2 separate regions of the Lactuca sativa genome follow, and region 1 is linked to region 2. A link is a contact called in public Hi-C data. All regions are on one chromosome and are shown on one strand. The core of a region is the stretch at or near the end of the contact, and the rest is flanking DNA. Distances in the headings are between cores, read along the strand shown.

Evidence for each region. A called contact is a pair of places that touch in the nucleus more often than the background predicts.
Region 1: a Hi-C map of bud shows a contact between it and region 2, with 7 times the contacts expected there. The contact joins the promoter of LOC111901319 here to the promoter of LOC111901323 in region 2. A contact is called at or near these places in 2 of 4 Hi-C or Micro-C datasets (bud and leaf).

Annotation. Positions count from the first base shown.
Region 1 is chr2:218,563,215-218,568,404 of Lsat_Salinas_v11, reverse strand. LOC111901319 (eukaryotic translation initiation factor 3 subunit F) reads right to left here and starts at 3,277. Exons shown (of 6, transcript XM_023897176.3): 1 at 2,909-3,277; 2 at 2,551-2,630; 3 at 1,764-1,993; 4 at 1,515-1,636; 5 at 1,306-1,419; 6 at 900-1,212. The coding sequence starts at 3,130. The coding sequence ends at 1,123.
Region 2 is chr2:218,371,537-218,376,229 of Lsat_Salinas_v11, reverse strand. It overlaps LOC111901323 (aquaporin PIP1-1), which reads right to left and starts at 3,261. Exons shown (of 4, transcript XM_023897179.3): 1 at 2,872-3,261; 2 at 2,504-2,802; 3 at 2,281-2,421; 4 at 1,867-2,172. The coding sequence starts at 3,202. The coding sequence ends at 2,080.

The DNA of each region.
Region 1 (5,190 bases), core at 2,028-4,527, 190 kb before region 2:
GTAACTTATTCATTTTTTAACTAAATCAAGCGTTTTTATAATCTAAACTTAACTACAAATCATAATCTACATGTAGGAAAAAGATTTAGGTCAAAAAAAGTTAAATTGAATGAGTTATGCAACTTTCAAAATTTGAGTGAGTTATCCGGTCCAGTTCCCGGTTTTGGGCCGGTTCCAACAACCGGTTCTTACCGGGTCCCGGTTCCAAAAATTGACGAAATTATAGTATCGGTCCCGGCCCGACCGGTTCCATCGGGTTCCAGCTCCGGTTCCGGCCGGTTCCCCGGTCCATATGATCATGCATTGCTTGTCATAAAAGTTGATATCTTTATACAAGAACAACCTTTTAAAAAATTGAAGTTCTACTAGAAGAAATGCTAACATTTAATATATCACTTCCATTTGGTGCTAAAATTCATTTGTTTCATCACCAAATGTCCAAATCCAAGAAACCCCAATTCAAGCCTTATTGAAATCGACTTTAGAAACCAAAAGTTTCTTTTTGCCCAAGTAAATACGTGCATATCTTCAGCAAAAGGAATTAATTGTTCGCATCCCACATGTTTCTTCGTTACTTTCTTGAGCCTATATATTTTACCCTAAAAAAGATTATCATGAATGAATTGGTAAAAGACAGTTTGTTAACTAGAAAAGTAACTATATAAATCAATACACTTTCTAGTATAAACTGATTAAAATATATAAACTTCATTTGCAAATTCATTCATTAACCCTTATGTTAAGTTATGCTAAATTTATGGTTTATCTTTTTGCAACATCTCTATACAACTTGCACATGAAGGAGAAAATTATATAATCAAGAACAACCAAAATGGTAGGCATTTAAGTCTTGTTTAACATGCTCATTTGAATAACATGTATGCAAACACAAGGGAATATAACTAAAAATAATCAACATACTTGGCCCAACAATATAAAAGATAACACACTTTGATCCAAAACTTCCAAAAAGTAAAACGACCACTAATATGAATTTAGTTGTAGCATCTATGAATTTCATTTGCACAATCACTCACTCGACTAACAGTAAAATACCAACCTCTTACAAAAAACAAAATCTCTCTTGAAGATAACAAGATTTGGTTATTCTGGTTTTTACTTTTACAGGATCTGGGCAGCAGTGTTGAGTTTCTCTGCTAAGCTTAGTTGTGTCCTTGTTATGCTTGACAGGTACAGTAACAGCAATTGGTCCTGTCAATCAAAAGGTTAATTTAGGAAATAACCAAAAAAAAAAAAAAAACATCTAACTTTTAATTTTAATTTTGTAGAATGCTATTAGTTTACCTGTAGACTATCATTGACAAGCTTATCAAAAGCCGGTGGTGATATTTTTGGAACGGATGATACGGTTTCCGATATAAATCTTCCAACCGTGTTGTCTGGTGCAACACGCCCTTCCTGAAAAAGGTCAAAAAGATACATATAGACTTTTTTTTAAAAAAAAAGAGGAAAAAATGTATAAAATTTGTAATAATAATAATAATAAATCTTACGACAACATCATCGACGTATTTGTAGGTATCATCAATTAAAGCTAGCAAGCGTTCCATACTGGCTTCCATGCCTTCCATATCACTTGGGAGTTTGTCAACTGCTGTGCTCTTCAGAATCTCAACTACAATCACAATGCACAAACATCATCATCATCATCATCATCAACATCATATGTTTAGTATTAAAGATGTGCCAATTCGCAAACAGATCAATGAAAGTAGAATGTGGGTGTGTTAAAAGAGACATACATCCAACACGTTCAGCTTCAACCATACGGAGATCGAGAGGGATTTCTTGAAACTGAGCAGCAAGTTGCTGGTCTCCCAAAGAGAGGTTCACAGATACAAAAGCTTTAATGGAAGCCTCCCCATTTGTGAATCCAGTGTCCACAGTCAGATGAACAGGGTTTGTAACTTCTCGTGAATAGAACTCGTGGATAAGAGCACTGCCACCTGTCACCCCAAATCCAGTTGAAAACCTACATAGTTTTCAGATCACATTGGGTAAATAAATCTCATCACTGTCATCAATTTTTATCATAATAAAGAATGGTTATATTAGATAAGTTGATAGTGTTAACACGGTTTTGGGAAGAGACATATTATAGAGCTAATAGTGGATATAAGTAAAACACAGTAATAAATAATACGTGTGTGAAACAATAAAAGCAACATGATACTAATTCTTTTCTATGCTCTCTTCTTTGTCATTCCTGTAAGACGAATATTCCTATTTTTTGTCTTTTCAGGCTGCCAGAATGTGTTTCACATATGAAGACCCACCTTATTGCCTTAATCTAGGAAGCAATTGAAGGAAGCTCACATGTAATGTCATAATAATTAGAGTCCCACTTGAACAATACAACAAGTCTAGGAAGCAAAAAACAATTGAAATAACGTAGTCAAGTAACAAACAGTTATCATTTTCAACTTTAGGTAATGGAAAAATCAAATAGCAAGACATGGGATGACAATAAGTAAAGTGAGAAACAAGTGTAAATTGACAATAGTTAAGGCACATTTGAAGAGAAATTACCATCCAACAATAACTTCTTTTGGATTCACTTTTTGGTGAGACGACAACATGTTGTGATGATAATCAATATCCAGAGCAACCTAGCAAAATGATAAAAGAGAATATGAAATAACTGTCGGATGACAGTTCGCTATAGCTTAAGCTTTTGACAGATAACTTTCATCATTTTAATTTCATTTAAAATCAAGGCTGTCCACCTCTAACTTCTGTTGAATATCACAACTAAGATTACATAGAGGACCTTGCTGCTGATAGGCATTATTATTATTTTCTTCTAGTAAATCAACAATTATACTTCTGCGCTAACAATACTTGACACAGCACCAAAAAGCACAAAGTATGTTAATTTAAAGCTAACCTGGTCAGACGATTCATTGTGAGGGACGACATACGAATTACGAATATCCACCGTGCCGTCAGGAAGAACGGATCCAAGAAGCGTTCCGATGACTCTTTCAGCTTGGTCCGGTCGTCTCACAAAACAATCACAGATATTGAATATCACAAGAGGATGAACCTTGGCTGAAAGGCTGGTAGACAAAGGTACGAACTGCAGCACTGTTTGATCCGCCGACGCCATGCTTTCAGACTTTCCGACTGTTCTTTGATCGGAGAAACTGAGATTCGTAGTGCCGGACGGCAAACAGAGAGAGAACAGATGTGCTAGGGTTTAGGAAGCGTACTGATCTGGAACGGAGAGATTGTGTTTTGTTCTGGGCTTCTGGCTATCAAATAAAAACGAAGGCCCATATACGATAACAATTAACAGGAGTTTGCAAATTGCAATTGCATTGCTGGATTTTTGTGAGATTTTTTCTTTTCTTTTTTCTTTTTGAATTTAGGATGATTAAAATGTTATTTAATATTTGGTTGATAAAATTTTAAATGAATTTGAAATTATTTTTGAGAAAAATGTAGAAATTGTCTTTGTGGCTTGTTTTATTTGGCTTATTGTGAATGTGAATTCGATTCGTGTCAAGCTTGTAAAATATCATGTTATCCTTTTCATTTAGTTTTTTATTTTTATTTTGACAAAACTGCAAAAATATCCATATGGTATGTATTTTTTCTGAGGTTTAGACCAAACATTGACTTTTTGGATTGGTAGTCCTTTTGAGCTAGTTTGTATGTGGAAAAGCTCCCTCCCTAAATTGAAAATACTAAAATACTCTTAATATATTTATTTTTCATTTTCTTTCCTTTTTAACTATTTTATAATTAATAAAAAATACAGAAAATGGATCTCTCTCTCTCTCTCTCTCTCTCTCTCTCTCTCTCTCTCTCGTCAGCAAAGAATAAAAAAACCGCACCCCATCTTTTTCTTCCCCAACGCTTCCCTTTCTTACCATTGTTTTTGGATTGAAGGCCTGGTTCAAAAAAAAAAAGATGAACATTGGATCGACTAGGAAAAATGATGAACAATAGGTCAACGAAGACGGTAGTTGCACAAACTATTACGATTAGAGACCTCAAAAACTCTCTCTCTTTCTCTCTCTCTCTCCCTCTCTCTCTCTCTCTCTCTCTCGTCAGTAAAGAACGGAAAAACCCCACCCATCTTCTTGTTCCCCAACCCGTTGCCTGATAAACCATGATCCTGTTATCCCTCTTTTGTTGAAACTACAAATCTCTAATTTTTGGGGATGGGATTTGGTGTCAATGTTTGAGCAAGTGATCCCAACGTTTTGAAGTATAGGTCATATCTCATTGCCGACATGAGCTTTGGTACCAGAAATTCAAGATCAATCCAAGTTTTCGAAATCTAGGGCTTCCTTCTCTACCATTTTATTTCAAGCTAAGCATCAAAAAACGCCAATAATAGCAAACCCTTTAGGAATTGATGATGGAATAAGGAGTTACCTGGAGGGAAAAATCAGAAAGCTGATGCATCAATACTGGAAGTAGGAGTTATCGGATAGCGGTGGTAGGCATGAGGACCTCCACCTCCCCTAATGCTTTGCCTGTAATGTGTAGCCGGTAGGGATGAAGAGCTCCACACAGGTTAATCCCTTAACATTTCGTTTATTGCTTCACATGTCATCATCTCTTATTTGGTTCAACTTATGCAGGAGATAAGCCTCTTAAGGGTGGAGAAGAAAGTTTAAAAAGGCAGAGGTAATGGTAAGGGGTGCAGTAGCGTTTGTGTTGTGTCACCGGTAAAGGGGAGAGAGAGAGAGAGAGAGAGAGAGAGAGAGCCCTTTCATTTTTTAATTCTTAAAATGAATAAATAATTATTAAAACTTTAAAAAAATGAATTTAGAAATAGAAAATAAATACCTAAGGGTATTAAAGTAATTTCAATTTACCGAGGGACCAAATCTACAATGAAACTAGCTTAAAAGGACCATGAAGCCAAAAAAGTCGGAGTTTGGACTAAAACCCCAAAAATATGCATACCATAGGGACCATTTTTGCAATTTTGTCTTTTATTTTTAACATTTATCAATTCTGAAATACTATATGTAAGCTTTTGCATACATGAAGACTTGTTTCCCAAGGTGTTGGAATATTGTATGTTGTCTAGAAAATGAAAATAGAAACATTTTTCCTTTTTTATAAATATATTGTGGATTTATTTGATAACATAAACATTTTTTTCTTTTATTAGGTGGATATTAGTTTATTTGACACTTATAATATTTT
Region 2 (4,693 bases), core at 2,012-4,511:
TTATTTCATTTTCTGCATGGTCTCATAGTAGATTGTTATTTTCATTATTAGACTTTTGCAAACAACCCCCCCCCCCCCCCCCCCCCTTTTATTTTATCAAAGTACTTTGCGCAAAGAGGTATAGACTGACTGTATCGTGTCTTTGTGGTTTGAATCTGCTTGCCTTGTACTACTTTTTAGTGTATTAAAACAATGTATTTGGAGTCTATTGTACCCATATTATTTGTTGGGTTTGACACACCTAACAAATTGACGTCATTGTTGGATACATGGTGTTACTAATTGTTTATGCCTAGATCTTTAAGTACAGGTACATCATTGCTAATTGACATGGAGATAGAGAAGACTTCAATGAGGTTATAAAAGCAAGCCAAGTTTCGTAAGAGGCAACCGAGTTTCAGGACTTCTTCATCATCCACTCCTCTGATCATTAACATTTGAGAGGACATACCCCTCTCAAGTGTATCAGAAAATGAAACTGAAACCTTCTCACTCTCATTACAACCATCATCATCCAGAAACACCACTCCACCCTCTTCACCTACGCATAGTATCACAGACTTCATACCCACATAAACCTTAATTCCTACTTCCACCATGGAAGACCAAGGAGGAAACGTAGGTAATAATAATAACAACCGTGGTCCACAAAACCTACCCGAGCAAACCCTTTGCCAATGGGCTAGGCAATAGGTTACTCAACAACCTCTTTGCATCACCTATCCAACAGCCACAAACTTTGAACTATAATTCGGCTTCATCCACTTACTCCTAACCTATAGAGTCCGAGAAAATGAAGATCCCCACAAATTCCTCACTGAATTCCATGTTGTGTGTGTTGGCATGAAACCACACAATGTAGCAAAGGATCAAATCAAGCTTAGGGCATTCCTCTTTGCGATGCAAGATTGAGCTAAAGACCGACTTTATGATCTCCCACCGAGGACGATCAATACATGGGTAGACCTTGCACGCCTCTTCTTAGATAAATATTTCCCAAAAATGAAAGCCTCAGTCCTAAGAAGAAAAATAATTGGGATCAAACAACACAAAAGATAAGCCTTTCATAAATACCGGGAAAGGTTCAAAAAGATTTGTGTCTTGACAACATTATACTCGTCATTCAACCTCATTAGGAAGTCATGCAACCTTTCCTTGTTGACATCATACTTGCAACCATTACAAACACAAGAGGGTGTAGGACTTATAGACTGTATTTCATCCCACAAACTCCTAAGCTTCGTGTAGTATATAGATACAGACATATCTCTTTGTCGTATGGTAGTCATAGTTCTTCTCAATTCCTATGATTTGGGGGCGTTTTCTTTTCCAAAACGCTCTTCAAGATCCACCCAAATGTCGTGTGCAATAGCCGCATAATTTACACTGCTCTTGATATCTTTCTCCATTGAACTCACAAGTCATCCTTGTACCATTGCATTGCATCTCCTCCAATTCATCAAAATCTTTTGGCATCGACATTGTGCCATCAACGAAACCAAACTTGTTTTTGGCAAACAATTAATGCATTTGTCAGTCATTGTAATTACTAGTCACTGTAATTTCTGTCATGGAGTAAGTTTTTTCCAACAAAATTCTGGCGAGGATGATCAACCGGGGTGAGGAAAACCAGACCCGATACATGATATCAATGTGTGTCTTTGATGAAGATGCGTCAACAGGTCCTGTTGTGGCTTAGGTAATATCAGACCCGTTCTTATACTATGTGAAATATGGCAGAGAAGAATAAAAAAAGCTACGTTTCTCATTGATGAGAAGAAAACGGTTATAGTTGTTTTATATACCAAACAAAAGATAAAGATCAATTTAAAATAGAGATAAGCATATATCTAAACAATTCGTATATGAAGATAAGTATTTCAACAGCTTAGAGAATAAATTTACAGAAAAGTACAAGATAAGCCCACAAATACTTTGATGTGGAACCCCAAAGAGACTCATCCACCTCAATTCTCAAATGGATTCTTATGGAATTATTAGAAAAACAAAGGAAACCACTACAACTACTACATACATTTTACAAACAAAAACAAAAAAACAAAAGGATCGTCGTCTTCCTCATTTGTTCTTGAATGGGATGGCCCTGATCACCACTACGTGGTACAATGCCGCAAGTGCTGCTCCGATGAAAGGTCCGACCCAGAATACCCACTGCATTCCCACAAACACAAAAACAACAAATCTTTATCAAAACATTATTCATATGATCTTGTATTTAAATCAGCATTATATTTATATAAACGGAGGTGGAATACTTACGTGATCATTCCATGCGTGGTCCTGGTTGAAAATAATGGCAGCTCCCAAGCTCCTTGCCGGGTTAATTCCAGTTCCGGTGATCGGAATGGTGGCCAAGTGCACCAAAAACACGGCAAACCCAATTGGCAACGGCGCCAATATCTGAAAAATCAACACAAAACCCATTTTCAAATCGTTGTCTTTATTAGAAGATTGGTGATTTAAGAGTTGAACTAGTTCGTACCGGAACATGGGAGTCTCGGGCGCTGCGCTTGGCGTCGGTGGCGGAGAATACAGTGTAAACGAGGACAAATGTGCCGATGATTTCAGCACCGAGGCCGTCGCCCTTGGTGTAACCGTGTGCGATCGTGTTTGCGCCACCGCCGAGTAGCTTATACTGTTTGCTTCCTTCGAACCCCTTAACGACACCGGCGCCGCAGATGGCGCCAAGACACTGCATCACCATGTAGTACAACGCCCTGGTCAACGACAGTTTTCTCGCCAGAAACAACCCAAATGTCACCGCCGGATTAATATGCCCGCCTGCAAATTCATTGTTAATTACTCCGAATAATTAATAAAGATTAATTCTTTTGTTAGAAAGTGATATACCTGAGATTCCGGCTGTGCAATAGACGAGTGCGAAGATCATGCCGCCGAAGGCCCATGCGATGCCTTGGATACCAACGGTGGAGCACTTGGTCGGCGACTTAACAACTCCCATGACCGTCAAAACGGTGACGTATAAAAACAGAAAAGTAGCGATAAACTCGGCAATCCCGGCTCTGTAAAACGACCAGGAAGTAAGCTCCGACGGCTCAAAGAACGGAGCCGGTGGTGGTTCTTGGTAATCCTTATCTGGTACCTGCGCCGCCGTCCCAATGGGTTGTCTTTCCCGGTACTTGTTAGCTCCCAAATGAACATCCTCTTCCTTTCCCTCCATTGTTGTTTCTCTCTGGTACTCTGATCACTGAAAAATTACGTTTGTAGTGAGTGTGGTGGTGGAGATCAGTGGTGGAGTGGTTATAAATAGGAATAAATTGTGGGGTATCAATGAGAAAAATGTGTGTATTTTATCGCCGTCCAGTGCATAATAATGGAAATGAAGTCGTTTTTTACTGCAAATTGACAGCGACGTCGCTTTGGTCGGCTACCTTCTCCATAAAAATAGAAAGCACTGACGTAGCTGGCGATATATTGGCCACACACGTGTCCAGAGAGACTGAGAGAGAAACGTTAACACTGTGTGTGATGATGACTCACACCGCCCCATCTCCAATGTCTCATTGAAATGTTATTTATCATATGTTATCATGAAAGAATTAGAATCTTTTATTTTTGTTTTATATATTGATTGTATTCTCTTCCTGTATTGTGTATATATATCCGTAATATTTTGCTTAAAATATGTATATGGATAGATGTTCATACAAATTTGGATAACTAGGATAGTAAGATCAGCTTTTTTTAGTGACTTTCCTTGTAGGAATCTCAATTATAGTTTGTTGGGTTGTTTACAACTTTTGTGTTTGAGCATTTTCAAAATTGTAAAATTCGAGAAACAACAATTTATTGGTATTTTTCTGTGGATTATAGCAGTGTTTTAAAAACCGGTTCGAACCGGGAACCGAAGGTGAGGACGGTTCGATTTAAACCGGTTTGATAATGATTTTCTGACCGGATTGAACCGGCCGGTTTTGGTAAAAAAACGGTTCAACCGGCTGAATTGAACCAGAATGGACCGGGTTGAACCGGACATTCTTGGATTTTTGTGTTTGTTTTGGGTTTCTTTGATTGATTTTGACTTCTATAATAATTGTTTTTATATGTTGTATTCTATTTACGTAGGATAATTAAAAACATATAAAAATACAGAACCGGTTAAACCGGAAAACATCATCCGACCTGTTCAATTAAAAAACCGGTTTTTAAAACATTGGATTATAGTAATGTTTAATTAACACGAAGAAGCGTTAACTTCAACCACTATATTTTTTATAATATCCTATTTATGTAGCAATCGTTTGACGTTTTAATAACAATATAAATACCAACCCCAAAAAACAATTCGGCATCCAAATTGCAATCAGACATGAAAATCATTCGGCATACAAATTAATCACAACTATCCTGAACTAAACCCCCCATCCATATTAGTTTTTAAATTACTGATGGCTGATCTATCACAGCAAAATATAAATACAGCATCCATGATCGATCCATTCCCATATTCTCGATCCATGCACAGCAAAACACTAAAACAGTCATGTCATTCTCTGAATGAGCCACACCATATACACGTTATTCACCTGCTACAGTGATAGGGATCACATATACAAAACGGATGATGGAGTTTGATCGATTAAAAAAACAAAAACATATGAGGACTTGAGGTGTGAGGAGGTATCTATTAATTAAGGATTTCATTCATGAA